Regions from separate parts of the Mus musculus genome. Here regions 2, 3 and 4 are each linked to region 1. A link is a contact called in public capture Hi-C and promoter capture Hi-C data. All regions are on one chromosome and are shown on one strand. The core of a region is the stretch at or near the end of the contact, and the rest is flanking DNA. Distances in the headings are between cores, read along the strand shown. Region 1 holds the start of Ankrd13d (ankyrin repeat domain 13 family, member D). Region 2 holds the start of Ndufs8 (NADH:ubiquinone oxidoreductase core subunit S8). Region 3 holds the start of Unc93b1 (unc-93 homolog B1, TLR signaling regulator). Region 4 holds the start of Aldh3b2 (aldehyde dehydrogenase 3 family, member B2).

The links. Promoter capture Hi-C pulls out the DNA fragments that hold promoters and counts their contacts. Capture Hi-C pulls out chosen DNA fragments and counts their contacts.
Region 2: a promoter capture Hi-C map of neural stem cells shows a contact between it and region 1. A contact is called at or near these places in 2 of 39 promoter capture datasets (neural stem cells and pre-B cells), 6 of 130 datasets of targeted methods (the SCID.adh cell line, embryonic stem cells, memory CD8 T cells and 1 more) and 3 of 9 other capture datasets (adipose tissue, liver and pancreatic islet).
Region 3: a contact with region 1 is called in a capture Hi-C map of embryonic stem cells, with 3 times the contacts expected there. A contact is called at or near these places in 2 of 130 datasets of targeted methods (double positive thymocytes and pancreatic cancer cells) and 3 of 9 other capture datasets (adipose tissue, embryonic stem cells and liver).
Region 4: a promoter capture Hi-C map of adipose tissue shows a contact between it and region 1. A contact is called at or near these places in 1 of 39 promoter capture datasets (embryonic stem cells) and 1 of 9 other capture datasets (adipose tissue).

Annotation. Positions count from the first base shown.
Region 1 is chr19:4,278,854-4,286,649 of GRCm38.p6, forward strand. It overlaps Ankrd13d (ankyrin repeat domain 13 family, member D), which reads right to left and starts at 4,284. Exons shown (of 15, transcript NM_026720.2): 1 at 4,028-4,284; 2 at 3,316-3,451; 3 at 3,065-3,189; 4 at 2,310-2,355; 5 at 2,084-2,227; 6 at 1,684-1,873. The coding sequence starts at 4,117. It overlaps Grk2 (G protein-coupled receptor kinase 2), which reads right to left. Exons shown (of 21, transcript NM_001290818.1): 21 at 7,146-7,796.
Region 2 is chr19:3,908,239-3,916,034 of GRCm38.p6, forward strand. It overlaps Ndufs8 (NADH:ubiquinone oxidoreductase core subunit S8), which reads right to left and starts at 4,536. Exons shown (of 7, transcript NM_001271443.1): 1 at 4,472-4,536; 2 at 3,451-3,508; 3 at 3,328-3,378; 4 at 2,923-3,018; 5 at 2,660-2,832; 6 at 915-1,043; 7 at 625-836. The coding sequence starts at 3,508. The coding sequence ends at 705. It overlaps Aldh3b1 (aldehyde dehydrogenase 3 family, member B1), which reads right to left. Exons shown (of 10, transcript NM_026316.3): 9 at 7,056-7,155; 10 at 5,253-5,846. The coding sequence ends at 5,656.
Region 3 is chr19:3,930,748-3,938,543 of GRCm38.p6, forward strand. Unc93b1 (unc-93 homolog B1, TLR signaling regulator) reads left to right here and starts at 4,439. Exons shown (of 11, transcript NM_019449.2): 1 at 4,439-4,605; 2 at 5,015-5,156; 3 at 5,522-5,675. The coding sequence starts at 4,447. It also overlaps a transcript of Aldh3b1 not described here.
Region 4 is chr19:3,969,307-3,977,102 of GRCm38.p6, forward strand. Aldh3b2 (aldehyde dehydrogenase 3 family, member B2) reads left to right here and starts at 3,022. Exons shown (of 10, transcript NM_001177438.1): 1 at 3,022-3,307. The coding sequence starts at 3,270. Aldh3b3 (aldehyde dehydrogenase 3 family, member B3) reads left to right here. Exons shown (of 10, transcript NM_028545.2): 10 at 457-1,132. The coding sequence ends at 641.

The DNA.
Region 1 (7,796 bases), core at 3,034-5,533:
TAAGATCCGCCTTTAACCCCAGCACTCGGGAGGCAGAGGCAGGCGGATTTCTGAGTTCCAGGACAGCCTGGTCTACAGAGTGAGTTCCAGGACAGCCAGGGCTACACAGAGAAACCCTGTCTCGAAAAACCAAAAAAAAAAAAAAAAAAAAGATCCTGCCAGGCGTGGTGGCTCACGCCTTTAACCCCAGCACTCGGGAGGCAGAGGCGGGCGAATTTCTGAGTTCAAGGCCAGCTGGTCTACAGAGTGAGTTCCAGGACAGCCAGGGCTACACAGAGAAACCCTGTCTCAGAAAACAAAACAAAACAAAAAAATGGTCAACATCATTAGTCATTAGAGAGATGCCAATCAAAACCACAATGAGGTGTCACATCCTATCACCAAGCCTAGCTGGAATACAGAAATCAGAGAATGACCACACTGGAGCACTGGTGAGAGTGTAGAGGAACTGGAACCATCATACATTGCTGGGAGTAGGTAAGATGATCCTTGCCCGTTGGTAAGGCATTTCACCAAACAAAAAATACTGAGTTATTACATGATCCAGCAGTTCCATTCAAAGGCTAGGGATGCATCCAGGAGAAATGAAGGCACATGCTCACACAAAATTATATAAAAGTACATAGTATGATTATTCCTAATAGGCAAACAGCAGAAATAACCTAAAAGATGGAATTATATAAATAAATATAGAATAACTGTGAGGACTGGAGAGATGGCTCAGAAGGCAAGAGCATCTACCTCTGCTTTTGCAAGGGACTGGTGTCAATTCCCTGGACCTACATGGTTGCTTACAAGCATCTATTTCTCCAGTTCCAAGGACTCTGATGCCCTCTTCTGGTCCCCTTGGGCACTGCAGGCACATAGTACACATAGATCCAGGCAGGCACACCCCTCATATAATTATGGTATGTCCACACAATGCACTCAGCTATAAAAACAAATGAGGAGTTACCAGCTACAGTGACAGTTCGGATGAACCTTGAGAACATCCTAAAGTGAAATCAATACCCAAACAGCAACAGATTTGCAAATTCCAAATAGGGAGATCATTGGATATGTAGGCCTGGCTGAAGGGAGACTGCAGCTAAATGGTTACTTCTTGAAACAATAAATTTTTAAAAAGTTGTTGTGGGATGAGGGGGGTAAGGGTTGTGGGAGGGGATGATTGGGAGGGGGCAGTGAGCAGGATGTAAAGTGAATAAGTACAATAAGTAAATAAAAAATTTAGCCGGGTGCGGTGGCGCACGCCTTTAGTCCCAGCACTTGGGAGGCAGAGGCAGGCAGATTTCTGAGTTCAAGGCCAGCCTGGTCTACAGAGTGAGTTCCAGGACAGCCAGGGCTACACAGAGAAACCCTGTCTCGAAAAAAAAAATGTTGGGATGGCACATATGTTAATAGGAGCCATAGAACCCCTGCTCCTCAACCTAATCAGCCTCTAGTGATGCAGGGTCAGCCTCCCATGGGTGTCAGGGACCCTGTGGGCAGTGCTTTTATCAATGGTGGTTTACACTGAGCACGATGACACATACTTATAAAGGTACTCAGGATTTGAAGCAGGAGGGTCTCTGGTTCAAGACCAGCCTGGGCTACACAGTGAGACTGTCCGTAACTTTAAAAAAAAAAAAAAGTGTCTTCTTATCTCTCCTCCTTCCCCACCCATAGTACCAGGCCCCAACTGACCTCTCAAAGGCTACATTGCGAGTGTCCAGGTGGGTGGAGACAATAGGAGAGGTGAGCCGACTGGCCACGTGCTCCTCACTAGGCCGCATGGCAGCCAGCAGCGCTTCTGGTTCATGCAGAGCTGGAGCTAGGGTCTCTGTGTGCACCACCTGCCGGTCATGATCCACTTCCATCACCAAGGCTCCCGCCTCTGTCAGCCGCAGGGGTGTCACAGGAGGAGGCCATATTAGTGCCAGGTCCTACCAGTGAGCTCTCCTCAGCCAACTGTTGCTAAGTAGATAAACCCCCAGGCCCTGGATCCCCTCCACCCTCAGCTTCGGTCTCCACGTTCAGAGAGCACAGAGAGAGAAGGACACATGCTTAAAAGCCACCAGGGAATCTGAGGTGACAGACAGCTCACCCTGACCCCTGAAGATGAAGCTCCTTCGGCCACGCTGCCAGGTCATGTGCTCAAAGCCCAAGAGACTAGTGTCCACCCGCAGACTCTCACCCCGCTTCCACACACGGTACACATCGCTCGGGCACATCTTGGACACAAGAGGTACTGAAAGAAGTCTCAGAGTCATTGGGAATCTCCCCCCAAATGGCCCACTCCAAGTCTCTGCGGTCAACTGAGCCCCACTCACCCCAGCTAGTGAACTCCCATTTCATTTCCACGTAGAAATCAGGGGCCTAAGAAAAACCAGAGCTGCCTGTTAGGAGCCATGGCCTGGTGCCACAGCCAAGTAGGCCTTGGGCCTCACAACTACTCTTTGGGAGCCCACAAATTCTGATGCACTGCTGTGGCCCAGCTATACTCCCACTCCAAACAAACCATGCCAAGGAGAGAGCCCAAGTAGGCCCTAAAATGATCTACACATATAAAAGTTATAAGCATTGGGGGCCTAGAGCTAGTTTTGACATGGGCCATAGCCCACTGTGGGGCCCTACGAGGTCCTCTGTCTTTTCTGTGTCTGAGTCCTTTATCTGTAAAGAGAACACAATGATCCTTCCAGACCTTCCCACATGTGAGGAGCACAACTGTGCCTCTGTCCTTTGTGTGCTTCGGATGCACAGGACTAGGCACTCCAGGGTCCAGGCCATCTCTACCCAGTCACCTTTCTGGAAATTTACATTCTCTAGGTGACCCAAGGCCTACCATTCTATCCAAGAGATTCCTGGTATCAGGGACCCTTAGTGCTGGTGAATGTCTTCCTTGCAAAAGACCCAGTCTCATCTGCATGGGCCTGGGATCCCATATTTCTTACATGACCCTTGGCAGAGGTTGAGACACAGATGGTGGGAAAGCGTCTCGCACAACCTAGATACTCCTCCAAGGCCAGGCTTATCACAGGAAGACGGAGCGCCTGTTATACCCCACTTCTTTACTCTATGGTAATACCTGACGGAGTTTGTTGAGCAGTTCTGGAATGCCAGCCAACCTCTGTGTGGCCCTCTGGAAGTCCCGATACTGGAGTACCAACTGTACCATCTCAGGGTCTCCAGTGCTGACTGCCTCCTGCAGGACTGGAGATGAGCAACTGCTGGGGTAGCCCTCTTAGCGCCCCCAGGCACGGTTACTTACTCCCCCTGCCCCCCATTCACCAACCTGGAAGCTAGTCTCAAGGGAGGACCCTCTGCCCTGCACAGTACCTGCCCAGCCCTGGTGGCTCTCTTTGCCCACGTTGGCATTATGTCGGAGGAGGACTCTCACAGACTCCAAGTTCCCCAAGGTCACAGCAAGCTCCAGGGGGGTTCGCCCTTGGGGGTCCTCCTGCTCAATGTCGTGCTAAGGGAGATGGGTCACTCAATACAAGGCAAGAGAGGGCCAAAGCAAGGAGGTCACTGGATTGAAAAGGGCTGGAGTTACTATGGGTAACCAGGTCAGTGAGAAGATAAGAGTGTGGCCTATGTGGACTGGAAAGTGTCGGGGTAAAGGGGACAGTAAGGGCCAGTGGGAAGGAACTGCTCATTTCTTCTGCCCTCTGCTATCCAGAGTTGAGGGCCTGGTGGTGGAGTCTAGCAAGACAGATTCAGGCTAGGGATGCTGAGAGTTTAGACCAGCTTGAGGGCTAGAACACGGTTCTTGTCCTCATTCTAGCTCAGAGGTGATGAGGGTGAATCCTGAGCTTAACGCAATACGAAGGGGGCAGATAGCAGAGCAAGGCCCAACCAAGGGAGATGCGCTAAACAAATGCTCAAGCTCGAGGGCAGGTGACCAGGGATTTGGAAAGAGCTGGACCTAAGGAGTCAGGATGCAGCTGCGGAGCACAGCAGGGGCGGTGAGCTGCGGAGTAGATTCCGTACTTTGGCACCGGGGCTTGGGGAGGAAACCAACCGAATCGGATCCCCTTCAGGGCCTCACCTTGCGGCTGTGCAGTGCGGCCTCCAGTTCGCGGTGCCGGTTCGCCCAGACTAGCCGGTGCAGCGGGAAGGTGGGGCCCAGGCCGGCCATGCTGGGCTTCAGCACCGCATCCCGAGCGAAAGGCCCAGCCCTTCTTGGCCTGCGCCTGGCACGTCCCCTGCTCCTCCGCTCTGAGCCGCACCTCAGCCGCACCCGCTGCAGCCCCGCGGACCCCTGCTAGAAGCCGCCGCAGCAAGAGCGAAGGCGGCAGGGAGGGCGGGGCGGGGATCTGGGGGCGGGGCTACATGGAGTTAGGGCGTGGCGTCGGGCTTCGCACACCCTCGCCTCCCGTAGCTACGGCAACCACTGCAGGCCTGCGCGCTGGGGGCGGGCGGAGTGTGTGTGGGGTGCTGTCCAGTCTCCAGGGCAACCACATGCGCCCCAGGAACAGCCGGAACTTCATTTTGAAGCGCCATGGTCGGTGGGGTTGTTCCGGAGGGCGGGGCATAGCTGCAGCTCCACCCGTGCCCGCAGGGGGCGCCCCAGGCCCTGGGCAAATCTCTTAGTGGTCAGAAAGGTGAGGGAGGAGGGAACGGAAGGGGAGTGGGGTAGGCTCGGTGGCACTGGGATTGGGCCAGGGTCTGTTGTTCTTGCAGCCCCCCCCGCCCCCACCCCCCCCCACCCCCGCTGACAATGTGTCCTTCTGTCTAGCCCACTCCTGAGTTCCATCAGCACCGACTTGTCTTTTATAGGCGGGTGGGATGGGAAATCTTGACCTCATCCCTGCCAGCACAGGCGCTTAGCTTCTGGAGATGGGCACCCCGCAGCAACCCCTAATGCTGACCAGTCAAAGCTTTCTTTCCCGAGGATCTGTCTGGCCTTGATGCCTGGAAGACAGCAAGGAATCAGGAACAGGAATATTGTTGGGGTTGGGGGACATAAGCTCAGCTTCCTGGCTGGGTGATCGGCCAGGGTGCACGCTACCACCACAGGAGTCCATTTTGCAGAGGCTGCATTTTACTGCCAACAGGGAAGGAAGGAGAATTTCGAAACAAGGCTGGCACTTCCACTCACACAGGATCTAGGGTTCAAGCAGCCAGCCAGCTTAGTTGGGACCCTTGGTTATCTTCAGTCCTACCATGGGTTCTCTGATCCTGGTCTTGCTGGGTGGCGAGGGGGTAAACCAGACTTTCCAAAACTGACTCTGGTCTGTTTCTCTATTTTTAAATCTTACATTCATTTTTGTGTGGGGGTGCTCATGAGTGTGGAGGTGAAAAACCAACTTTTGAGAGTTGGTTCTCTCCCATCCTTTAACTCAGGTTGTCAGGTTTGGCAGCAAACACCTTCATCGGATGGCTCCACCTCCCTATCTGTTAAACTTAGTGTGATGGAGAAAGGCCATCTAACTGAGGTTCCCTTCCTGCCCAAGGATGTCCTCATCTCTTCAGCCTGATTGCCACCTTTCTCCCTGCGATCGGGTGGTTTATAGCAGTCCGGGATCTAGGCTACCCACCGTGTGTGCTGTGGTCAGGTCATCTACGATGTCTGGACTTTGGGAGGAACTCAAGGCCCTGAGCTTCTAAAGGTCCAGAGCTCTGCAGTTAGGTCCTGCTGGTCTCTGCTTCTGTCAGAGACTTCCTCCTCAGCATCGTCACCCTGGCCCTGGACGGCCTAGGACTTGCTGCAGTCTTGAGCATCTCTCCGCCAGTCTTTACTGCTCTGACATCGACCCTTCTTTCCACATGGACCTCCCTCTCCTAGCTGACAGCTTGTCCACTCCCATCTGATATCACTTCCAGGACACCTCTGGTCTTAGGTATTCCATGCTGCCATATTAGGGTGTCAGAAGCCAAGTCCAAACGCCTTTCTCTCTTCCTTCCAGGCCAGCTGTGCTCTGAGCTATCATCACCTCTTTTTTGTTGTTTTGTCTTTTGAGACAGGGTCTCACTAACTAGCCCAGACTGTCCAGGAACTCTCTCTCTGAGGACCAGACTAGACCCAAACTCACAAAAGTGCTGGGATTAAATGTGTGCTCTGCCATGTTCAGCTCCACCTTACCTCTTGACCAACAACATGGCCTCCCTCACACGCTCCCTCAGTGTGGCCTGGCTTACTACACTGTTCCATTTTTTCCTCTCTGGCGTCTTTCACCTCTTCCTTCACAATCACCAATTACAAGAACATCTTTCCTGGACAGAAGCAATGGTCCTATCTCCCCACTTCTTGCAGTGACCAGCTATTTGTTTTAGAGCCAGTTCTAATGACTGCAGCCTGCCCTAAAACTTGAGACCTAGCTAGACATGGTAGCAAACCCCTGTAATTCCAGCACTTGGGAAGTGGGGGCAGAAGGGCGAGGAGTTCAAGGCCATCCTTAGCTACACAGTGAGTCTGAGGCTAACATCTGCTAACCACCCAGAGCCAAGCAAGTTCAGCCCCCGGTCTGTTCAACGCTCCAGGATGCAGTCACTGAGTGATCTGGGACTGTGCTAAGTTAAGGCTGGCCTTTCAGGGCCCCAAGGCCTGGTTCCTTCCATTGCAGTTTGCTGTCTTAAGTGCTTGACCATTCCTGATCTTAGAAGCATCTCTACGAATGACTACACTAATGCTGGAGGTACAGCTCAAATGCCATTTCATCCAAGACCTCACAGCATCTGCCCCAGAATTCTCTCCTCCTCTGTGCACTGAACAGGAAGGGCAGTGGTGCTCACAGGCTGTCTCTGGCCAGGCCTGGAGCAGGGGCACAGGAAGAGGAAGGTCATTCCTGGGAGCACAGGCTTGATGCTGATGCTCAAGCCAGAGGCCAGGAGAGCTTACACAGTGAGGCCAGTGCCAGCCAGACACAGCCAAAGGCTCAAGAGATGCAGTGTGGAAGAGAAAACAGATGTGTGCCGAGAGGAGTGGGGATTAACACAGTGCTTGACGTGCAGGGGCAACTTGCTGAAACCAGTATACCCCCAGCCATTCCAACCATGACAGCTGACGAGAACTACTACGGCTACTCCTGCTTATGTGGGAGGCGAGCGGAATAATTACTCCACCAGGGAGGGGAGGACGGGTTACTAAGCTCCTCCCCTTTCAGGCCCCAGACTGAAGTGACTGAAAAATAGTCACCAGGCACAAAGAGTCTGAGACAGCGAGGAGTCAGGCACCATTTTTTATAAAAACGCATAGTCTCATTTTCCACTCTTTAAAATCACATTCAAAAATCGGCAAAGAAACGCCCTAGGAGTGAGTAGACAAGAGGGGAGGGTGTGCCCACCCAGCCCCCAAGGGGAGAGGGCGCGACACCACACACAGCTGCGCGACTGGCACAAGGGGTCATGCGGTGGGCAAGGTGGCACCTGTGGGCAGTGGCCACTGACATGACATGGGCTAAGGGGCTGGACAGTGTGGGTGGGGGCACACTGACCAGCCAGGACAGGGAGGGCTGGCCCCAGCTGGGTTCTTATGCTGTGCCACCCACCTGCCCAGGCTGTCCCACTGTGGTCCTGGGCAGGTGAGCCTCACCCAGCCCAGGGTTAGGGATCTAGGTTCAGGCTAGGCCAGTGTGGCCCAATCCACAATTGTCTTTTCTATGCTCCTGAGTCCAGGCACGCAACAGGAAGAAGAGGGGACTTGCAGGGAGGCCAGCAGCAGCCACTGCCAATGGCAGCCTCCTGATGAGGCAGTGGTAACACACAGGCTTTTCCTGAACAAGGACCCAGGAGCTGTCACTGTGGGAGACCTCCTAGTCTGAGGAGACAAGGGCCTTCTCTCACCAGTGGCAAGAGGGCAGGACAGCAGGGGTCTG
Region 2 (7,796 bases), core at 3,286-5,785, 370 kb before region 1:
CCTCAGTTGGCCACCTGTTGCACTCAGTTTTTGAGCCAGTCTCTCTCACTGAACCTGAAACTTGCCATTTTGATTAAGTTTGGCTAGCCAGGGACTCTGGGATCCACTTGACTCCATCCTCCAGCAGAGGGTCACAGACATGTGGCCACACTAAGCTTTTCTGTGCAATCTCAGGATAAGAATAACTCATTTACTCAGCCTCCTTCCTACTCAGCCTCCTCCTGAGGCTCTTGATGGACTCAAGCAGAGCCTGGAAAGGATCCAAGTCCAAACTGTAGCGATGGACAGCCAAGAAAACAGAAGACCTGGACCTCACCTCTCAGACACCCAACACCAATGGGGACAACAGGCCCCTGGTGACCTGCACTGCCAGGCTGTGGGAAAAAGCCCAGATGTGTGATACGGTTCTGGGTAGTATTGCCGATCACAAAGAGGCCTGGTAGGCCTGTGCACCATAGAGGATGGCTGGGTTCTGCATTTGCTAGACTTTGGGGCAGGTGAGTGGCTGGAACCCACTGAGAGAGCGATGCAGCAGGCCATGCACACCTGGTCTGGCTGGAGCAAACCAGATGCCCCTGGCTGCGTGGGGTAGATTCTGCCCTAGAAATGGAACAACACAACAGGTAGCTGTGGGATCATAGTTTCTTTATGGGCTAAAGGGGCCACAAGGCTGAGCCAGGTGGCCAAGGTCACCAGTGGTCTGGTCACCGGTACAGGTAGTCAGCCTGGATGTTGGCAGCGATCTCGGCCTCCCACTTGTCTCCATTGTTGAGTAGCTTCTCCTTGTTGTACAGCAACTCCTCGTGTGTCTCGGTGGAGAACTCGAAGTTGGGGCCCTGTGGGAAGGTGGACAGTGAGCAGGGCGAACCCTTCTCAGGAGCCTCAGTGCGAGCCACTTCACCCAGCCCGCTCACCTCCACAATGGCATCAACAGGGCAGGCTTCCTGGCAGAAACCACAGTAGATACACTTGGTCATGTCGATGTCATAGCGTGTCGTTCGGCGGCTGCCATCGGCTCTTGGCTCAGCCTCAATGGTGATGGCCTGAAGGAGTGGCCACAGGTCACTGTCATAATGGCAGACCCCTCCTGAATCTGCCCATCACAGTTCAAACTGACCCCTGGAAGTCTGCATGGATGCCTGGTTTCCTCAGCCCTCCAAAGGAGCCACCGCTCACGTGGCCCCATTAGTCTCTGCCAGGTGACCCTCCTGTCCCACAAGGAAAAGATTATGATCTGCTCTGCTCCCTGAAAAGGTGTGGCCCTAAGAGGGCCCCTGGATAGTAAGTACCCAATTACTGTCATGTTGAACAACTTTGCTAACGATCCCCATTTGTTGGAGAAACTTAAGAGAGATTGAAAGATTTCCTGAATTCACATAGCAATGAGGGACACAGACCGAATTTTAAGGTATATTCTTAACTATCAGTTTCTGAGGGGACAGCTATATGCCAGCTAAGGGTAAGAAGGGATGGCCTGGAAACTACAGGCCAGGAGGACCTTTAAGGAACTTGATACTCCCTAGTGGCAAGTTTGCTACTCACAGTAGAGCCTCAGGAGGCATACATCTTTCTTTCTTTCGAGACAGAGTTTCTCTGTGTAGCTTGAACTCTGCAGTTCTGGTTGGCCTGGATTAAAGGTATGCACCACCATGTCCAGCAAAGGCACACAGCCTTTTGTGTTTATAACAGTGGGAAGAAAATCTCTCCTGGCTACTCTTACCGTTATAGGGAGAATATGGGGAAGGAGCCTAGCCTGTCTGTGCAGAGTGCACACCACCTAGGAGCCATGCCAGACATCACTGAGCTGCTGAGGCACAGCTAGGAGCTGGAGTTACGCATGGCGGGCTAGGTAGTGTCCCTGGGCAGGTCTCACGGCTGCAGCTGCTGGAGCTCATGTTAGACACAACAAAGCCATCACTGCATTTTCCTGTTTCCAAATAGTCCCAGCCTCCGGCATTCTGTGCAGCACCCACCAGCATAACTGAAAGCCAGGCTCTGGGGAGCAGCTAAGCTCTGGGGAGCAGCCACTCCTGTTGCACATCCTCAGCTTGAACACAGAATGGCCACACAGACAGGGCTCCTGAAACCACGCCATGGCCTCTAGGCTCAAATGTCACATGATTATTGACTCCCAGGGTAGGATATGAGTACTCCACGTGGCCTGCTTGGGATGGAGCCGCCCCCCAGCCGGCTTCCTGACTCAGCACTTGACATTAAGGACTCACTGTCCCCCACACAGGGTCAGGGTTAGGCCAAGCGAGAAAAGGACAATGTCAGGTGTCTGTGGCAGTGCATACTTTTATCTTAGTACTCCAGAGGCAGAGGTAGACAGATCTGTGAGCTCAAGACCAGCTTAGTCTACACAATGAGTTTCAGCTGGTGCTACATAGTGAGACTCTGTCTCAAAAGAAAAAAGAGCCAGGAGTGGTGGTAGTATATACCTTTAATCCCAGCACTTGGGTGGCAGAGGCAGTCGGATTTCTGAGTTTGAGGCCAGCCTGGTCTACAGAGTGAGTGCCAGGACAGCCAAGGCTACACAGAGAAACCCTGTCTCGAAAAACCAAAAAAAAAAAGAAAAAAGAAGGGTCTTTCCCGGGGGAGTGTATCAAGGTAGGGGTCAGATCAGATTTAGGGCCTAGTAGTTAGAAGGCAGACTCACCTGTGCAGGACAGATGGCCTCACAGAGTTTGCAGGCAATGCAACGCTCCTCTCCAGATGGGTAGCGGCGCAGTGCATGCTCCCCACGGAAGCGCGGACTCAGTGGGCCCTTCTCAAAGGGGTAGTTGATGGTGGCAGGCTCTCGAAAGAGGTAACTTAGGGTCATGCCCAGTCCTGGGAGTAGTACAGAGCTGGTAAGAGGATGCTCTCCTCTCCGGCCGTCCACGCCTGACTCTCCCCTCTCCCCTCTTCACTGGTACCCACCTCGGATGAGTTCTGTCCACATCAGAATCCGAGCTGCATTGTCAGTTGCGGACTTCATGTCCACCTCAGACTCCTGTTCCTTCTTATTCACATACTCTGCAGGAGGTCAGGGAGGGAGGTTAATGGAAGCTGGCTTTGGAAGCGCACCCAGGCAAAGCTTTTCAAGTTCAGGGAGTGAGGGACCTAGGTCCTCCTAGTGGGTCCTGATAACCTAGCAGCTCTTTCCTGTCACATGCCTCCCGCCTTTGATGGTACTACAGTGACTGAGTCACAGTCTCTCTTGATCGCTACCTTCATTTTCAGAGTGGAAACTAGAGCTCACAGAGGGTCCCTAGCAAAGCAATTTCCCGGGCCTTGGGTGTGACGACGGTCAGAAAAGCTCAAGTCAGAATATTGGCTACTCACTGTACGTTGCCGCCACTGCGCTGCTATGAAGGCTTTGTCCATTAAGATGTCCTGCAAGGAGAGAGGTGATTTCACACCAGGAAGCTCTGCTCCCCCACCCCCAGGAAAGGCCTCTAGCCCTACCTGTGCGCATGGCCTGGGCCAAGGCCCGTGGCAGCATTGATGAGCTCAGGCGATACATCTGGAACATGGAGAAGGGAAGAGAAGGGTCTAAAACTGCCCTCCTCTGAACCTCTACCTTACGCCCCATTCACTCACAATCCCACTCAAGACCAGCACCCCTAACCCTCAATCTGACCTCACTCTGCTGACTCACAGTTCCTGGGCACCCCAAGTTCCTTCTATTTCTGCAGTTCCTAAGCAACCTATTTAATCCATTTCCCCATGTCCACTCCTCATCCTCCGCTCACACCAAGGCTCCCTGACCACCACCAGTGTATTCAGGAGCCTGGATGGTTCTTCTGGTGGGTCCTCCTAGTGGGTCCTGATAACTCTGAGCCAGGCTTCATGTCAAATGTCATAGACCCTGTCATCCTGTCATGTTAAGTGATTGCTCCCAAATTACCCAATGTCATTGGAACCAGGACAGGAATCCAGGAGATACCTGCAGAAAACCCTTAAAGATTTAAATAATTACCAGGGTCAAGTTCCTCTCCTCAACCCAAGGGGCTCCTGGAACTCTCCCCAACCTGCAGAGTGACCTTGGGCAAATGATGTCCCCTGGCCTCAGTTTCTGGATTACAATGTAGGAAGAGGGGTCCCGAAAATTAGGGATGTATGCAAACAAGGGGATTTTGACCAAGAGTCTGGCAGATCACCAACGCTCTAGCGCCCTCTTGTGACCTTTGACCTGTAGGGGTCGGCCAATTCTTGACCCCAAGCAATCCTGGATCCAACCTACCACTTTCTCTCAGACCTTCCCCTTGACCTCTGACCCTATGAACGCAGAAGGCAGCCGGCGAGGCAGCGCATGCGCCTGAGGGTGCAGGCTTTCCGGTCCGCAGCTCGGGAAGGACGCACAAGCCGCGGGTCCCGAGCCGAAGCGCTAGATCCCAGACTTCATAAGGTCAGCGGTGACACCCCGTTCAACCCTGTCGTTGCGTCACCCAGACCCTGTCTTCGCCGCCTTGCCCTGGCCACCCACCTTGAAGTGCTGCGGCTCCTTCCCTGGCCCAGATGCGGTTCAACCGGAAGGCGGAGCCTAAGCTCAGGATGCTGCCATTGGGCGAGCTTCTCACGCCTTTTTCCATAGTGCCCTTTCCTTCTTTGGTCTGATTGGCCTAGGGTCCTGTAGGAGGCGGGCCCAGGACTATATTTTTCTCTAATTGGCTGATGGGAGCAGATGCTTGAAGTTTTGTAGGGAGCTGCCATGTTGTATCAGAGAGGTTAATGCGCCTGACTTCCGAGATCCTGAAGGCGGGACTTCCTGACCTCGGTTTGGGACGCTGCTACAGTCCGGGGAGGCGGGAGGGGTAGGGCTCATTTGAATACTGCAAAGATGGCGACAGCGTACAAGCGCTTTAACCACTGGTCCTTGTAACGGCCGCGGGTAGCAGGACTTTTGTCAAGTCTGCCCCTAGGACTAGAGAACCATGAGGCAATCTGCATGCCTTGTATGGAGTGATCAGAAATGCTTCCTTCAGGAAGTAGTGTCTAAGCTGGCGGTGTAGAATCTGGAAGGCCAGGAAGGACATGTTGACTTAGTCAAAAACCAGGCCATGTGTAGAGACAGGATGTCAAAAATTTTGAGTTTTAGCAGGTGAGTGGCTGGAAGCGCCATCCCTTGGAGCATGGAGCTCAGACTGGTGGAATGTTTTACGGCTGAGTAAACTTGTGAGGTGAGGGGTGAGTTGTAGCTGGGGAAAGGTCTTGGACTTATCACGGAGGCAGCACCTCCACTCCAAAAAAGACAAGACACCTGTAGCTTGGAGTCAGCCCTCCTAGTTTAATACTTCCACGACGATAGGCTGTTTTGTTAAGGCTGTTTTATTTCCATTGTGCAGATAGAAAACTGAGAGTGAGAAGACCCAGACAGGCCTGGTCACAGAGTATGACCTGTGCCGATTATCACTGCTCCCTTGCAACACTATCCACGAGAGGGTGGGTAGTTCAGAAGTGCTCTGTTTTCTCGAAGATTCTATGGTCACTGCATCCCTTCCTGCCTTCCTACCCTCAGCCTATCTTATTCAAAGGTCCAAAAAGGGGAGCCCCAGGAGGCAGAGGGCTCCACCAAGAAGGGCTGAGCAGACTGCTCTGTGGCCTTGGCCCTGGCAGGCCACTTCTCTGAAGCTGTGCCCCAGGCAGGCTCCTGTACCCCAAAACCCCTGCTTACAGCAGGGTGCAGCTGCAGCACCTCTCCTCCATGGCCACCAACAACACCCTGAGGTTGCGACTGGAGTAGGGTGGGTAGCGCAAGTCATTGATTTTCTCCATTCCCGGGCTGCGCAGCAGACAGGCACGCTGGTTGGAGAAGGTGTCAAAGGAGAACTTGCCGTGGTACCTGCCCATCCCGCTGGTTCCTGTGGGCAGCACAGAACATGGGTCTTTAGGTCTTTAAGGGCCAACTGAGGGGACATCACATAGACTTGGCTTTGACAGGTAGGCTATCTTAGCCTGTTTCTCTGTGTGTTCAGTGGACTAATCACAAGGCGTTATGGATGAGTACTGAACTTGCCCCAGCCACTTTACCAGGTGCCCTTAGGGACAGGCAAACTGAGGTCATGGGTATGAATTCTGGAGCTAGGCTTCCCAACGTTGAATCCCAGCCCCATACTGAACACTCTAGGCAAGTGACTGCCTCAGGCTCTCTGTGAGAGTGGCATCTTTTTTCTAGGTTTGTGGCAGACATCTTCAAATCTGTGTAGCTCTTACTGTCTAGGAAGGAACAAGGACTCAACCCAGAATGTCCAGGGGACATGGCCTGGGTGGAGTTGGTAGTAATGAAGCTGGCTTGTTAAAGTGAGGGACGCCAGAGGATCATGGAGTCAGCCAGATAGTGTGTAAGTGGGGAAGGTGGGGGGAACATGTAAGGGTTCAAGTTCAGTAGCCATCACAAGAGACTAAGGGGGAACAAGAGCAGGACTTCTAGGCCAGACCAGGACTAGCCGGACAATGCTGTCATTTGCTCTGATATTGAGTCTGACCGGGTGGAAGGACCAGGGCACTTTCAGTGAGGAAGTCGACCTAAAGGAGAAGTAGCTGTCCCGGTCACATGCCTGTGGGCTTGCTGGAATATAGCTGTGAGGTTTGAAGTTGGGGGCGGGGGGTGGCAGGGGGGTGGAATGGGGCATCTCCACATGCCTGGCCTCCTGGAAACAGAGACACCCAGAGCTGGGTGTGCAGGGACTTGGGAAGGCTAAAGGAGGCATCATTTGGCCCTGCCATGGAGTTGAAGGCCAGAACTATGTGGGGATGGGTGGCCAAAGTCTGGGGGAGAGACAAAGAACTCAGTGGCTGGAGGCAACTGGTGTGTTTTTATAAACCCACCAACGTGATCTCTCTGTAGCTTCTCACCCACATGTTTAGTGCAAGCATATCTGCAAAGTTCCACCACAGACTGTAGGGAGGTGGGAGAGAGGCAGGCTAGTTGGACAGTCAGTGGGGAGGGGCTTATGCTGCACTGGGCACTGAGAAGGGGGCACATCTTCTGCAGTTAATGTGGTCAGGTAGCAGGATGGGGATGCAGGTAGGGGGTCAGCCCAGGAGGGCAGAGCTCTGCTGCTACCTACCCACTCCTCCAAAAGGAAGGCTGGACAGGGTCATGTGCATGAAGCCATCATTCCCACAGAATCCCCCGCTGCTGGTCCGGGCCAACACCTGTTTGATAACCTGGGAGAGAAAAGATGCAAAGCACTCCTGGACGGACCTTGTTTCAGTGAGGGCCAAGGGGGCCCTAATGGGGCAGACTCACAAACTCCACCCTGGGGCATATTCTCTATGGATCCACCTGTATGTGTCCCTGACAGGGTGTTGAGGGGACCTGGCACATCTACTCAGACGGGCAGAGTAGGGACACAGTGAGATGTCAAGTCATGGAGGTTTCCCAGGGAGGGAGAAGGGGAGGGGGATAACTACTGAATTTTAGTATAAATGAGACAGCTATTCCAGAGAGAAGGGGAAGAGAAATAAAGGGAGCTGGGGGGGGGGGGTGAGTTTGGGTCCCTAAGGTCAGGTGGGCATAGCAGCCTGAGCTTAGCCTTGCCTGAATTTCTGGAGGGTTTTCTCCAGTCTGCAGGTTCCTCAAACGCTGAAGGGAAAGGAGATAGGTTTGCCCTACTTACTCTGATGACACCTCTGAGTTGGGCCCTGTCTGGTGAAGTGGATCCTACCAGGTATCAGCATTGCCTCAGCCTGAGGCTTCCCAGAGCAACAGCCACATCAGAGGGAGAGCAGGCTGGAAACCAGCCTGGTCTCAGACCAGTGCTGGGCTTAGGAGACTCTGAGGGGCAGTTGGCCCTCTCTGCCAAAAG
Region 3 (7,796 bases), core at 3,189-5,688, 350 kb before region 1:
CCCCGCTGGCAGACCCGCAGGATTCAGCTAGCTGGGGTAAGGTGTAGAGCTGAGGGGCCACTGAGGGCCTTGTCTTCTGCGTGGGATGGAGCCCCCAGCCGCCGCTTGTCACGTGGAGCAGCATGTGACAGCTCTGCTGTGTTACTGTCTGGAACTGAGCCAGACAGATGCACAGGCAGAGCGGCGCTGTCATGTCGGGCTGAGCTGGAGCTGGGCTTGGAGTGCTCAGCCAGAAACTAGGCCCAGAGAGGGCCAGCCACTGGTCTGAGGCCACACAGCAACAAGGGGCTCATCTGGCAGAGATTCTAGTAAGCAAGAGGGGTGTTAGAGGATTCGAAGAGTCTCCTTCGTATCAGGGGGCTGTCGGGGACTTAAAGTTCAGGGGTTAAATTTGTCTCAACTCAGGAACAGCCTCAGATGAGGCCCATGGGAATTCCAAATTTCTAGGACAAGGGATTCGAGGTGGTATTCTCTGGGATTCAGCCACATCATTGTCAGCAAGACACAGCACTTAAGAGGAGAGCATCAGCTGAAGAAATGGCTACATCTTACTAGCCTGTGGCCCTGTCTGTGGAGGATGACCTGGGTTGTTAATTGGTATAGGAGGGCCAGCTCATTGTGGGGGACACCATACCCTGGGCAGGCAGTCTTGGCTGTGTAAGAAAGCCAGCCGAGCGTGGGCCTGGGAGCAGAGAGCAGGGAGCAGCATCCTCCGTAGAACACGCAGTTGAAGCTAATCCCCAACTAGTTTACAAATAAACGAGACCCAGACTATGGTTATTTTATCTGTCTTTGACAATTACTGGGGGGAGGGTCACCCCTAGTTTACTTTTCTACTGCTGGCCTGCCTACCTCCTCAGGGTGTACCCCAGTGACTTGCTGCCTTCTCTTTCCTCCTCTTCCTCTCTTTCTCAGCCAGGTAACTCAAAATCCCACCTGGTTCAAATCCCTCTAGTAGTTGGCTGCAGCCATTTTCTCTTCTTTTCTTTCCTTTTTTTTCTTCTTTGGTACTAGATCAATCATTGGGGGAGGCTTGGTTCATCAGTACTTCCTGGCTGCTACCTTCCTCACAGTTACCAGCACACTGCTCAGTTCCTCTCGCTTCCTCTTGGCGCAGATGTGTGTGCCCACCCTCTTCTAGATGAACTTGAATGCACTTGCGCACACTTCCTTGGACATCTTGGGCAACTCCATGATGTAGGGCGCGAATCCACACACTTCCTGGATCATGTCACGCAAGAGTTTGGTGTGCTTGGTGAGGCTCCCACGGATCCATCTGGACCTTGGTTGGCTGGTGTGTGGGCCTTGTTGAAGCCCGTGGCCATGGGGAAGTGCAGGGACATGGCTGCTGCTCGCCAATGGTGTCCAGGACAGTGGCTGTAGCCATTTTTATGGCTTAATTTAACCAGAAGTTTTAACTTAAGGAACAAGATTTGCACAACAAAAGCTGGTAACTGTGAGAATTCACTTGTGGACCTAGACCTTCAGTATAGAATTTAGCATTATGGTATAGCAACAGACCAACCTCAACAATCCCCCATGGTCTCTGCTGTATTTCTTTTTTTGTGTTTTTTTTTGTTTGTTTGTTTGTTTGTTTTTGTTTTTTGAGACAGGGTTTCTCTGTGTAGCCCTGGCTGTCCTGGAGCTCACTTTGTAAACCAGGCTGGCCTCGAACTCAGAAATCCGCCTGCCTCTGCCTCCTGAGTGCTGGGATTAAAGGTGTGCGCCACCACCGCCCAGCTCTGCTGTATTTCTTTAGCTGTGAAGTGGTTCCCTTGGTCAGAAGGGTGCCATGAGAAACCTTGCCCTCAAGTTCCTGTCTCGATCCTGCCTTTTTTTTCACTCAGTGATGGACAGGACCTGGAATTATAAGCTGAATAAACCCCTTTCTTCTCTCAGCTGTGTGATCACAGGAGGAAAGGAGCTAGAACAGCCCCCAGGATGGGAGTCGGGGCTCGCAGGTATGAGCTGCCACGGACCATTTCCGCTTTTTCTTCCTGTGAGGGATATTGATTACTGTTCTAAGAATTTAAAAACATGAAATGCAGCAGGGTGTTGGTGGTGCACGCCTTTCATCACCACACTTGGGAGGCAGAGGCAGGCGGATTTCTGAGTTCAATGCCAGCCTGGTCTACAGAGTGAGTTCTAGGACAGCCAGGGCTACACAGAGAAACCCTGCCTCGAAAAACTAAACCAAACCAATAAAAAAAACCCCAAAGCATGAAACATTATTGTAGAGAAGGCATTGGGAAAGTGTGTGGGTTATACTGCTCAGTACTGGGGTCTCACCTCAAATTGTCATGGTCTAACTAGAGGTGGCAGAGATAGAAGCCTTGTCAAGTTCTCTGCTCTGCAAATCATAGTAGATGTCTACCCAGGGGACCTCCCTCACCTGACACATTTTTTACAGTCCACCTAAGTTTATGTATGTACATGTGTGTACAAATGCCACCTCATGCTATGGAGGTCAGAAGACAGCCCACAGAAATCGCTCTCTTCTTCCACTATGCAGTGCTCTAGGATTGAACTCGGGCAGTCAAATTAAGCAGAAAGCATTTCTACTAGTTGAGCCATGTCTTTGGCCCCAATTTCTGTTCTTAAATCAGTGGCTGACTGGGAAAAGGGCACAGATATTAAGGACATGATACTGGCCTCTGCTCTGGTACACAGAGACCTCAGCCAATGTGATTGAAGGGTGCATTCCTGAGAGGGGTGGGGCTTCTTTTGGGTGCTTCCTCTCAGCCTCTGTCAGAGCATTCACATATCGCAAACCTCACATATCACACACACAAACACACTACACACCATGCACACAATACACTATACACATATACCATACATACCACAAATGTTACATGTAAAATAAACATACATATACATACATATACACAATACACATATCACACATACATACACACATCACACACACATACATTACACACAAATACATACCACATACACTACATATCAAGCGCGCACACACACACATAGACACATCACACACAGAGACATATACACACTCATAGACACATCAGACACACACCACACACACAGTCACATCACACACACACACACACACACAGGCACACCACACACATAGGTACATCACACACACACATAGGTACATCACACACACACAGACACATCTCACACACACTCACACACACCCACACATACCCACACATACCCACACACACATACCACCTTGCCCTTTCCACTCAGTGCCCACTGAGCCCACTCCCTGTGGTACACCCCTCCCTATTCCAGCTGCTCTCTTCTCATTACGCCTCACCTGACCCCTCTATCCTATAGGATTGCATCCTCTCGGGGTCTCAAAGTCTACTGCCATTCCCAACAATATGATCACTCAGCCACAGGCTCACCACGGCTACCACATGAGACTGTAAACACTGGTGTCCACTCTGCAGCCACACAGCTTCAGAGCTTCCTAGTGTCCACTGTGTCCCTCCTGTCCTGTGTCTTCCATGCCCCAGATGATGGCACCACCCTCTCTCTGTTCTTTCACTTTTATTTTTGAGACAGTATCTCATGTATTCACTTCAAATTTCAAACTTGAGATGTAGCAAGATGACTCTTTGAATACCAGGTCTCTTTTCTCCACTTCTTGTATGCTGGACTTACAGGTGTGCACAGCCATGACCACCCCAGGATCACCCCAGGACTCTGCTCATGACAGGAAGCACCTGACCAACTGCACTACATTCCGCCTTTGCTCCCTTCATAGAGCCAACAAAAGCCCACCTTCTGCTTCACCACACATACAAAAGTCACACACAAACCAAAAACATATACAGACATGCCACACAGACAAACCATACCACATACACACACTAACCACACATTACAGACTGCATACATACACGTACACCACACACATACTACATACACCATACATACACACTGTACACACACATAAAACAAGCACACAACACACATACACACACAAACCACACTACACACATTGCACACACATACACATACACCACACACATCACATTCACATACTATATACACCGTACAGCCGGGAGTGGTGGCGCACGCCTTTAATCCCAGCACTCGGGAGGCAGAGGCAGACGGATTTCTGAGTTCGAGGCCAGCCTGGTCTACAAAGTGAGCTCCAGGACAGCCAGGGCTATACAGAGAAACCCTGTCTCAAAAAAACAAACAAACAAAAAATTATATACACCACACACAAATAAACCACAGCACATAAAAACCACACACACACACACACACACACCACACTACAGACTGCACACACATACACCACACACACATAAACAAAAATCACACACGCATGCACACACATGCACCACATATATACCACACACACATACCGCGCGCACACACACACACCATGGACAGTATTAGGAGGAGGCGGCCCACACTAGACGGGGTGGGGCCTACTAGACAGGGCGGTCTTTGATGAAGGAAGTCCCAACCAGCTGCTGGTGCCCAGAACTGCAAGCCCTTGATCTGGATCTGGTCATGGAGGTGGAGCCTCCGCTCTACCCTGTGGCCGGGGCCGCGGGTCCTCAAGGGGATGAAGACCGGCACGGAGTTCCTGATGGGCCAGAGGCTCCCGTGAGCAGGGCAGGGAAACACAATGGGACACCGGACCGACTGCCCCGCGGGGCACCCGGGGGGGGGGGGGGAAGGTCCCTGGGATGGGAGGCCCCCTGTACCCTAGGATGAGGGGCGGGGCTCCAGACTGGGGACCAGGGTCTCAGAGTAGGAACACACTCTGGAATAGGGGATGGGGCTCTGAGTGGAAAGCTGGAACCCGGAGTGGGGAGCAGGGATTTAGAGAAGAGACCAGGACTCCGGGTCAGGGGGACAGAGATCCAGAATTGTGGACTGACACCCCGAGTGGGGTGCGGGGGCCCTGGGATGGGGACTAGGACCCTGGATGGGAAACCTGAGTTCCTGGAAGCCGGGATAGGGTCTGGAGTCCGACCGGGGAGCCAACATGTGATTAGTGATTGGCCCGCAGTTGGACGAACTCGTGGGTGCGTACCCCAACTACAATGAGGAGGAGGAAGAGCGCCGCTACTACCGCCGCAAGCGCCTCGGAGTGGTCAAGAACGTGCTGGCGGCCAGCACGGGTGTCACCCTTACTTACGGCGTCTACCTGGGTAGGGAGGACACACTAACCCTGCTAGCCCTCTGCTTCCCCTCCCCCTCCACTCCCGAGCTTGGAAAGAGAAACCTTGCGGCTAGCTGGCCTCCTTCCCCTTTCACTTCCCGGGTCACATCTGCTGTTGCTGTGGCGTGCACTTGGGACTGGGAGGCGGGGTGTGCCACAAGCCAGTGTGCCCCCAACCCAGCCAGAGACTCGGTGCGGGAGGCTGGGAACGGGAGTCTTGTTCTTATCCTGGTCCTGATGAATACAGGAAAGGGTCGCTTAGGTGACTCGGCGCCCTGCCAGCCTTGCCGTGAGCTTGTTTAGTTGTTCTGAGCCAGACTGATTAGAGCTCTCTACGATGCTCCCTGTCCCCAGGCCTCCTGCAGATGCAACTGATCCTGCACTATGATGAGACCTACAGAGAGGTGAAGTATGGCAACATGGGGCTGCCGGACATCGATAGCAAGATGCTGATGGGTATCAACGTGACGCCTATCGCTGCCCTGCTCTACACACCTGTGCTCATCAGGTGCCAAACTTCTGTTTCCGCGCCCCCCCCCGACTTTGTGGGGTACAGAGACTGTTGGATCATAAGGCCACCTGCTGCCCTCCTATTTTGGACTGAGGCGAACTGCAGAGAGGCCTTGCTTGTTTGGAAGAGTGAGAAGGAAAAGGGGAAATCCCAGCTATAGAGGAGGAACCAAGAGATCCCCCATCCCCCCTCCCCCCATCTGCACATTTGGTTTCATGGGGACTCTGGCATCCTACCAGACAAACTGTGACTTCCTGGGCTACAGCCTTGAAACCCCCAGCACAGCCCAGGTTCTCAGCCCAGTGAGCCATGACTATGTTGAAAAAAAAAAGGTCTCACAGAAAAGGTCTTAGCTGCAGAGGCTCAGGTTGGTCAGGCTGGAGCTCTAGGGCACATATGGTTCAACCTCCAGGCCATTGCAGAAATGTTCCCCAGCCTGATGAGACTCCTGAAATGGGTAGATTGGGGAGGAAGGGTTTATTTCACATGATAGTCCATCATCCAGGGAAGTCAGGGCAGGAACTCAACCAGGTAGGAACTTGGAGGCAGGAGTGGATGCAGAAGCCATGGAGGAATGCTGCTTACTGGCTTGCTCAGCCTGCTTTCGTATAGAACCCAGGTCTACCACCCCAGAGGTGGCACCACCTAAGTGGTCCCCCCGCCCCCCATCCAGAAGCAATCTAGAAAATTCATCATAGGCTTGCTTCCTTACAGGCTAATCTGTTGGGGGCATTGACTCAGCAGAGATTCATTCTTCCCAAGTGACTCCAGTTTGTGTGTCAAGTTGACCATCAACTAACCTGCACACAGGCTCTCACCCAGGAGCCTCAGCTGACTCTCAGGATTCTTCTAGTTCAGCCTCCTGGGTGCTGGGACTACCGGCTGTGTTATCACGCTGGCTGGCTTTATACCTCTTAAAATGTATCACCTCTAATGCAGAGTAAAGTCTTATTTTGTTCCATCACACAGCCAGGGTAGCTGCTCTTACTTTAGACATGAAGCAATCTTTCCTCACAGAGTTGAAGGGCGTAGCCTGTAGGTTTAAGATTTAGCTGAAAGTTGCCGGGTGGTGGTAGTGGCGCACACCTTTAATCCCAGCACTTGGGAGGCAGAGGCAGGCGGATTTCTGAGTTTGAGGCCAGCCTGGTCTACAGAGTGAGTTCCAGGACAGCCAGGGCTACACAGAGAAACCCTGTCTCGAAAAAACAAAACAAAACAAAACAAAACAAAACAAAACAAAACAAAAAAAGGATTTAGCTGAAAGTCAGTCACCGTGACCCTTTCTCAAAGGGTCCTGTATCCTGCACACCTACTAGCTGTGCATGCCTGGTTTAGTTTCCTTGTTTTTTGTTCTTGTTTGTTTGTTGTTTGTTTGTTTTTAACTTTTTCCTCCTTAAGTGTCGGTGAGTGGACCTAGGATACTATGCACTCTTGGCAAGCGCTTTACCGCTGGGTTGTGGCACTAACCCTGTGTGGGTCATGTATTGACTTTATTTACTGACAGACAGGATCTCCTATGTCCCAGAATGGCCTTGAAGGACCCAATTTAAATTCCCAGCACCTACATGGTGGGTCATAACCAGCTGTAATTCCAGTTTCAAGGAATCCAACACCTCCTCTGGTTTCCAGGGGCATCAAACACACACATGACTGGCTTGGGACATGAGACCTTGAACTTTTCCTTTTCTTGACTTAAGTTCCCCAGTGCTGTGACACAGGCATGTAACTCTATGCCCAAGTCTATGTGGTACTGGGGACTGAATCCAGGCTGGACTATTCTTTTTTTGTTGTTTTTTTTAATTTTTCTTTTTTTCTTAATTTTTTATTATTTAAATGCATTTTATAATCAATTAATAATATTATTAATAATGTTATATTAATAATATTGAGTATTTTGAGAATCAAATAATACATAAAAATTTGTTCAACTTTTATATTCATATCCTTTTATACCCTAAAAATATCATTAATGAATATTTAACACTATCCATAACTGAGGATACTATAATGTTGAATACTAAATTGTTTCAAAACATACAAAATATTCTTTGACCGTTAAGCATAGTAAAAGAACATAGAATATTAAAAATGAATTATTAAGAAATATATTCACCAGGC
Region 4 (7,796 bases), core at 1,772-4,271, 310 kb before region 1:
CTTATGGCCCCCTACTTTACCCAAACCATTCCCCAGAACTCTCCTGGCTGGATCCTTGTCCCTTCCTAGACAGTGGGAACTCTGTTGAGTCTGAAGATTCACTTAATTTGTAGCACAGCCCTAGAAGGAGGATGCCACCATCACAGAAGACAGAGGCAAAGTCACTTACTCAAGGTGGCACTGCTATTCAGGACAGAGCTGGGATCCGTCCCCCACCCCCACCTCAGCAGCCTGGGTTCAGAATATAACCCATCAGTCACTGTCTGCTTACTCTGCACCAACACCTGGTTAGCTGCTGCTGGGGCTGGCTCAGGGCTCAGCATTTTGCACACAGTTCTTTATTTACCCCACTGAGGAAACAGAGGCTCAGATAGCCTCCCTGTCAGAGCTAGGTCTGTGCGATATCGTCTCAACTGTCCACTGAAGGCCTAACCCTATGTCCTATGCTGCCCACAGGATCGAGTGGGATGGGCAGGTACCACGGCAAGTTCTCCTTTGACACCTTCTCCAACCAGCGTGCCTGTCTGCTGAGCTGCCCTGGGATGGAGAAGCTTAATGGCCTCCGTTACCCGCCCTATAGTCCCCGTAGGCAGCAGCTGCTAAGATGGGCTATCGGCTCTGAGAGCTGCACCCTTCTGTAAACACCACACCGACTCCTCTCTCCTGCTGCCCTGCCCCAACCTATTTAAGCTTTCATCTGCTTCCAAGTCCCCAGTGGTTCCTGAAAGGCGAGTGCCTAGTCCAGCCTGTGAACACCCCATTTCTGGAATTTTTTCTGAGCTACCTGTAGCCAGGCATGACATGTAGATGGCTGGTCCAGCCCCTTCTCATAGCATAGCACCCTCAGCAGCCTTCCAACCTTCTGCTTAGACAGAGAAGCCCCCTCAATAAGTTTGGGCAGATCTAGTGACTAAGGGGGACTTACTTTGTCAGATCGTAACAGGATCCCAAAAGACAGAGCAGTTGCTCACAACTCCATCCACACCTGGAGGGTGGCTTTGTCCCACCTGAAGTGACATGACCATGGACCCAGATCAGATTATTTGGTGGAATCTGCCTGTCTGAAGTGTGTTCATTAGTTGCTTTCCTGTGACTTCTATTAAATGTCCTGATACGGACAAGTTCAAGAGGGAAGGATTCTCTTGCAGCTCATGGTCAGAGGATTCAGTCAGCTTCAACATCTGATGAAGTTAAGGATCTTGCCAAGATCCTGGCAATCCATTCAATGCTCACTTCAGTCACAGGTGTCATCCTCAGAGAGAAGCAGAGGGTGAGGATGTAGTTCAGTTGTATTTTGTCAAGTGTGTGTGAGGCCAGGAGAAAGGAGAAAGGTGATATGGGGTGATGTGTCTTAAGACAAAGGTTATGTAAACACAGGAGGAGACTGGAGAGGTGAGACTACAAACCAGACACCCGGAGCTGGAAGAGGCAGGTGGCTCCTCCCCCACAGGCTCAGGGGACAGGCCTCAGCATATTTTGTTTTTGTTTCTGTTTTTGTTTTTGTTTTTGTTTTTTTTCCTCTCTGAGGCAAGGTCTTGGTATGTAATCTTGGCTGTTCTGGAACTCATGGCAATCCTCCTGCCTGAGCTTCCCAAGAACTGGAACTACAGGTGTGAGATACCACACTCAGCTTGGTTATGGATTTGTGTCTTCAGTGTTATGAGAGAACACAGCTCTGCTGTCTCAGCCACTTTGGGATATTTGTCTCCTCAGCCTGGCATAGGACAGAGCAGGGTACAGGAAGCTCCCTAGTGGTTTGATTTCACACTCTGCCCATTGCTCTCAGGGTCATGACTGTGTGGGGTCCTCTCTGGTTTAGTTTTCTTTAAAATGTATCACTAGTGAGTTAGGTTTCACACAGCCTGTAGCCCACACACAGTGTAGCTTTGCAACTGAGGGTGGGAAGTCATCTTTGGGACCCACCTGATGCTCTCGGGAAGGCCACCCCGTGTAAGCCATCCTGTGTCCCTGCCCCCGTTCCTACTGTGCTCCCTTCCTGGGCCCATGGACACTGAGCTCTGACACTAGCAAAGATTCGTGGGCCAGAGCTTTGTACTGTGCTGTGGCTCCTAATGGCTGAGCTCCAACCACAAGGAGAGGTTATGCCAGACACCCACTGGCAAAGACACCCTCTCTTCAACCCTGAACTGGGTGTGTGTTTGATGCCTGGGTCAGGGAGGGGTGGGGCATAGGGTCTGGTCACCAGTGAGGGACAGTGGCAGGGCTCTGTCTCCTGCTTCTTAGACCCTAGGAGGTACTCGGTGAGGTACAGAAACACTGGGAGCCTCCAGTGCCGCAGCCCCAGACACACAGCCAGAAGCTGTGAGCTGTCTTCTCACTCCCAAGAGAGTGTCTCAGAAATCATGATACTAAAGGGCTGGGAGATTGCTTGGTGGTTAACAGCACTGGCTGCTCTTCCTCAGAACCTCCATTCAGTTCCCAGCACCCACATGGCATGTCACACTATCTATGACACTACTTCCAGGGGATCTGATGCCCTCTCTGACCTCTGTGGGTTATCAGGCATACATGTGGTGCACAGATACATGGTAGAAAACCACACACATGTGCACACACACACACACACGCACACACACATTTATGACATTAAGCTCAAAGAGGTTAAATAATTTGACTAGATCTCACATGTAAATAGGAAATAAATAATTTCCCCCATTGAAGCAATCCCCCTGCCTGCAAAGTCTCCTCCACAACTGCCAGTGCCCTTTTCCCTACTCCATGTGTGTCATTTAGTCACAGGAGAGTGGAAATAAAAGTCCCAAACCTTTTTGCTCTAGACAGGAACACTGTCATTGTGTGTGTGTGTGTGTGTGTGTGTGTGTGTGTGTGTGTGTGAGAGAGAGAGAGAGAGAGAGAGAGAGAGAGAGAGAGAGGAGATGATTTAGCCCCAGGAGGCTTCCTGGAGGAGGTGGTATCGATGTCAGGAAACTGACGAGGTTTGTCTTCACCTTTCACCCCCATGACTTTTCTCCTCACTAGCTGACTCCTTTCAGCTTCTCCAGAACATTCAGACGCACAGAGAAGCCCGTACAGCCTGCCATTCCGGTTCCCTAGAGCTGTGCCCAGGAGGCAATGAGGGAGGGAAGGCGTGGAGTTTAGGAGACAGCTGCCCCACCCACCACCTGTTAGAGCTTCAAGACCAGGCGCTGCACTGCCAGATAGGGCAAGGCAGTGTGACCCCACCTAGAAGGATCGGCAGAGGCAATTGAGAGCCTGGCTACAAGAGTTGCTGCACATCTGGAGCCAGAATGTCTGCTGCAGAGACAGGCTCGGAGCCCTCTCAGGGGTAGGTGGGGCCTCTGGAACTGGTGGCAAAGGGGCCTCAGTACAAAAAAAAAGGCCCTGGGTGGGGGACGGATGTGTTGGGAATACAGATGTGTTGGGATACGGAGTCACGGGTGAGGGGCAGGGCTAGGAGCTGAGGGTTTGAGACCAGCAGTGAGCCTATGTCATTACAACAGGACAGCCTAGGTCATTACAACTCTACAACAGGACCGGAGGCCTAGGTCACAGGTACACAATCATCTGCCTGCTTCTTCTGAGCCTCACGTTCCTGTTACATATAAGAAACACCCAAGAGTCTCAGGACGAGGGGCAGACCTCATCCTGTCTGGAGAAGCTCCATGATGCTAAGGTGGCAGCCGCACAAGCAGATGGAGACCTGGCAAGGGACATTAGAGCTGCCACCAGGATCAGAAAGGAGGGGACCTCTTGGGAGGCAAGATCAGAGCTGAGAAGTTTGTCTGTCTGTCTGTCTGCCTACCTGTCTGTTTGAGTCAGGGTCTCACTGTGTAGCCCTGGGGGTTCTGGAATTAACTGTGTAGACCAGGCTGGCCCCAAACTCACAGAGATCTGTTTGCCTCTGCCTCTGGAATGCTGGTGAGCATTACCACACCCAATCCAGTTTTAGGTTTAAAAAGCTATGTTACCAGTGGGGCTCAGTGGTTTTTGCCTGTCATCTCAGCTCTCTAGATGTTGAGGTAGGAGAAGCATGAGTTCAAGGACAGCCTAGACTGCGTAGTGAGAAAACAGGGGCGTTGTGGATGACAGAAGGCTTGCCTAGAGTGCATGAGGCTCTGTTTCTGATCCCCCAGGACTGAATAACTGAGTGTAACTGCACATGTCTATAATCTCAGCACTTGGGAGGTAGGAGTGAAAGCATGAGGGTCAAGGGTTCTAGGTCATCCTTTGATAGATAACAAATTCAAGGCTACACAAGATCCCATCATCATCCCACCCCCATGCCGAGTGTGATGACCCCAGCACTCCAAGGCAGAGGTAGGTGGCGCTCTGTGAGTCTGAGGCCAGCCTGGTGTACATGGAGTGTGCCAAGCCAGCCAGAGCCACATAGTGTGATGCAGTGTCATTAAAAAAATAGTGTTGCTCACTGTGGCTCTGGAAACATTACATTCTCTTGGAAAATCTGGAAGCAACTGAAAAGCATAGAGGAAAGGATAAAAACCATGTGCCTAGAAGCTCAGCATGGTGGCACACATGTCACCTCCATACCCAGAAGCAGGGGGACTGCTTCAAGTTGAAAGTTACAGAAAGAGTACCTGGCCAGCTAAGACTGTGCAGTGAGATCCTGTTCCCATCACCACTTCCACACACCTGCCTCACATCAAGCAAAAGCAGCTGGGCATGAAAGCTGGGAAGCCGCTGTTGGCAGAGACAGGGATCCCCCTTGGTTGCAGTGACTAGAGCAGCTCAAGGAGTGAGGTCTGGACTCAGCTTCCCAGCTTTCATGCCCAGCTGCTTTTGCTTGATGTGAGGCAGGTGTAAGGACTGATGTCAGCTTACAGATCAGAGACCATCACTGAGGGAAGTCAATGTTGGTGCTAACTCAAAGCCAAGGAAATACAACAGAAACCACAGAGGGCTCTGCTTTCTGATTAGCACACAGGCTTATTCTCAGCAAGCTTTCTTACACAGGCCAGGACCACCTATCTAGGGAATGGTGCCACCCACAGTGGGCTAGGCCCTTCTGTATCCACTAACAATCAAGACAATTTCACACAGGCAAATCTGGTCTGGGCAATCGCTCCTTTGTGACTCCCTTCTCAAGTGACCTTAGGCTGTGTCAGATTGACAGTCAAAGCAAACTGGGAAAATCAGCTGGACTCTTTGAGCTTCACTTTCTCATCCTTATTATGGAGTAATGATATGTATTACAAGGCTTAGATAAGATGAGACATGCCACCCCTCTTTCTAAATGCCAGTTCTGCCTTCCTTCCAGCCTTGTTCCCCGTTGCATGTGGTGTGTATCCACCCCGGCTCCCCATGAAGCAGGTCCCATCAAGACAACTGTCCCTGCTATACCCCATTTCTCACACTCTGCACCCCGAAGCCTTTGCCCCGCTGCTCCACATCCACAGTGCAGTGTCCCTGTGTCTTCACTGCAGTTAGAGCCTGCATGACATGACAGCTCTCTGGCCTGCCTCCAGAGATGCCGATGCTGCTGATCCTGTATAATTACAGACTCGTGCTATGTAACTGACATGTTAGTCAGTGACAGTCAGCGTGCACAACAGTAACCCTACAGATTATAACAGAGCGGAGTGGAATAGGTTGTCCCACATTAAGGAGCCCCAGGGACCTTACTACATCCCAGCTTCAGTCCCAGGGAGACAGTAGGAAGGATGGACACTGTTAGAACCACAGGCAATGTGACCAGGAGCTCATGGAGCCTGGGCAGGGGCACTGTGAGGGCTGGTGACATGGTGACATGGCACCCCAGAAGGAGCTCTAGGGCATACAGTCTAGGCCAGTTGTTCCAGTTGTCCAGGGACTAGGGAACCAAGTAGCCCCAGCCAGGCCCAGGTCCTCCAGGGAGTCCCTGCAGGGAATAGCCCCTGGTCTTCCTGGCTAGGGGTCTAGGTGGGGACTCCCCTAGTTCTGACTGTAAGGAACGAGGGCTCGTGTCCCCATGCAGGCCTGACAGGAGGTGAGTCTGCTCAGGGACATCCCTGCAGGCCCCAGGGGAGGGGGACCTAAATGTGGAGGCCTCAGTAGGGAAATCATCTGCTCTGTCATGGGGAGGAGAGCAAGTCTGCACTCTCCTGTCTCCCCACATTTCTCAGCTGGGACAACCCCTGAGATCAGCCTGCAGTGGCTGCTCAATTTAACCTCTTGTTCTTAAGAACAGTCTCTGTCCTAAGAGTTCTGTCCACAGGGGCACTGTTTTAAAATTCTGTTCAATGCCAGGGTTGAGGGGTGTGTGGTGGGGTGGGTGGTGGTGGAACTGTTGTGAGAGTAGCTTTCTCCACAGAGAAGCGCTGCCTGCAGAGATGTGTGTCTGGATGTCTTTAATTAGGATGTTGGCTGCTGATGTTCAGGGAGGATATAAGTGTCAATGGGGTAGAACCTCAAGGGTATTGAGTGAGGTGCTGTTCCTGTCCCTCTCAGGGCTGAGAGCAGGTCCCAACTGATATATTTTGTAATGCATTGACATGATACAGAGGGAGGGGTGCCATGCTGAAGCTCCTCCCCCCTTTGCAGGTATTAGCTGGGTGTAGTATGAAATGAAGTTTATTTGGGACATGGGAATGGAGTCTGGGGAAGTGAGTAGAGAAAGAAAGGGGACAGAGGACAGAAACTGAAAGGAGAAAGAAAGGAAGAGGCTGGCCAGAAACACATGGAGAGAGAGATGAGAGAGAGAGAAAGAGAAACCTGAACAGTCTTTAATACATGAGTCAGATTCATACCTGGCTGTTGCTAGGTAACTATTGGGCGGAGCCTAGAGGAAATGCTAACACCAACAGTGCTGCTCCTGTTCACACATTCAAAGCAACACCCATTCCCACCCAACTCACAACACAAGACGCTTGTGTACAGACACTCAGGTGTGAAGAAGCACCCACTGACAGAGAGAGATGCCTTACATGTATGTAGACACTTGAAAATGGGCTCACATGAATACCAACACACAAGCACATGCATACACAGCCATATCAATATCAGCTTCATAGTTGGAGGCAAGCCTGGGCTACTGTTATGTGGCAAAACTTTTCCTGGGGTGACAGAACACATATATCTACTCACCCCAGACAGGAATCCCATAACAAACCAAAGTATGGTTACCACTAAAATCCAACCTGAGGAAACAATAACTTTACAGCTTACTTACAGGAATATGGGAGAGGGGGTCACTTACAGGAGCAGAAATAACTCAAAGACAGCTGCCTCACCAAGGCCCAACCCAGCATGGGTGACAGCTCCCAAAATCTGGAAATCCCACTCAGGAGGCAGAAGCAGGCAGATCTCTGTGAGTTCAAACCTGGTCTCCGGAGTGAGTTCCTGCACAGCCAAGGGCTACACAGAGACACGCTGTCTGGGGGTGGGGGTGGGGAGCTGGGGAACTAAGCACACTGCACTACCTGCAGGCAACTCAGGGGTGGGGAAAAGGCCTTTCCAGGTGGCTCCATTGGTCTCAGTCTCCTCCCGGCAGAGCTGCTCCTCCTACAGTGTTCTATGGAAAGGGGCTATACTCATTTCCACCTATGATGGCAGGGACTCACAGAGAGAGAGAGAGAGAGAGAGAGAGAGACAGAGAGAGAGAGACAGAGACAGAGACAGAGAGAGAGAGAGAGAGAGACAGAGAGAGACAGAGAGAGAGACAGAGAGAGAGAGAGGCTGAGGTACATACGTAGCCACTTGAGCTTTGGTGACCTGTGATCGATTGCCAAGGAGAGAACCGACTACAAATCTGACCCCTGACCTTCACACACACATGGTGTGAGTGCCTCTCTTCACACCCAATAAAAAAATAAGATTTA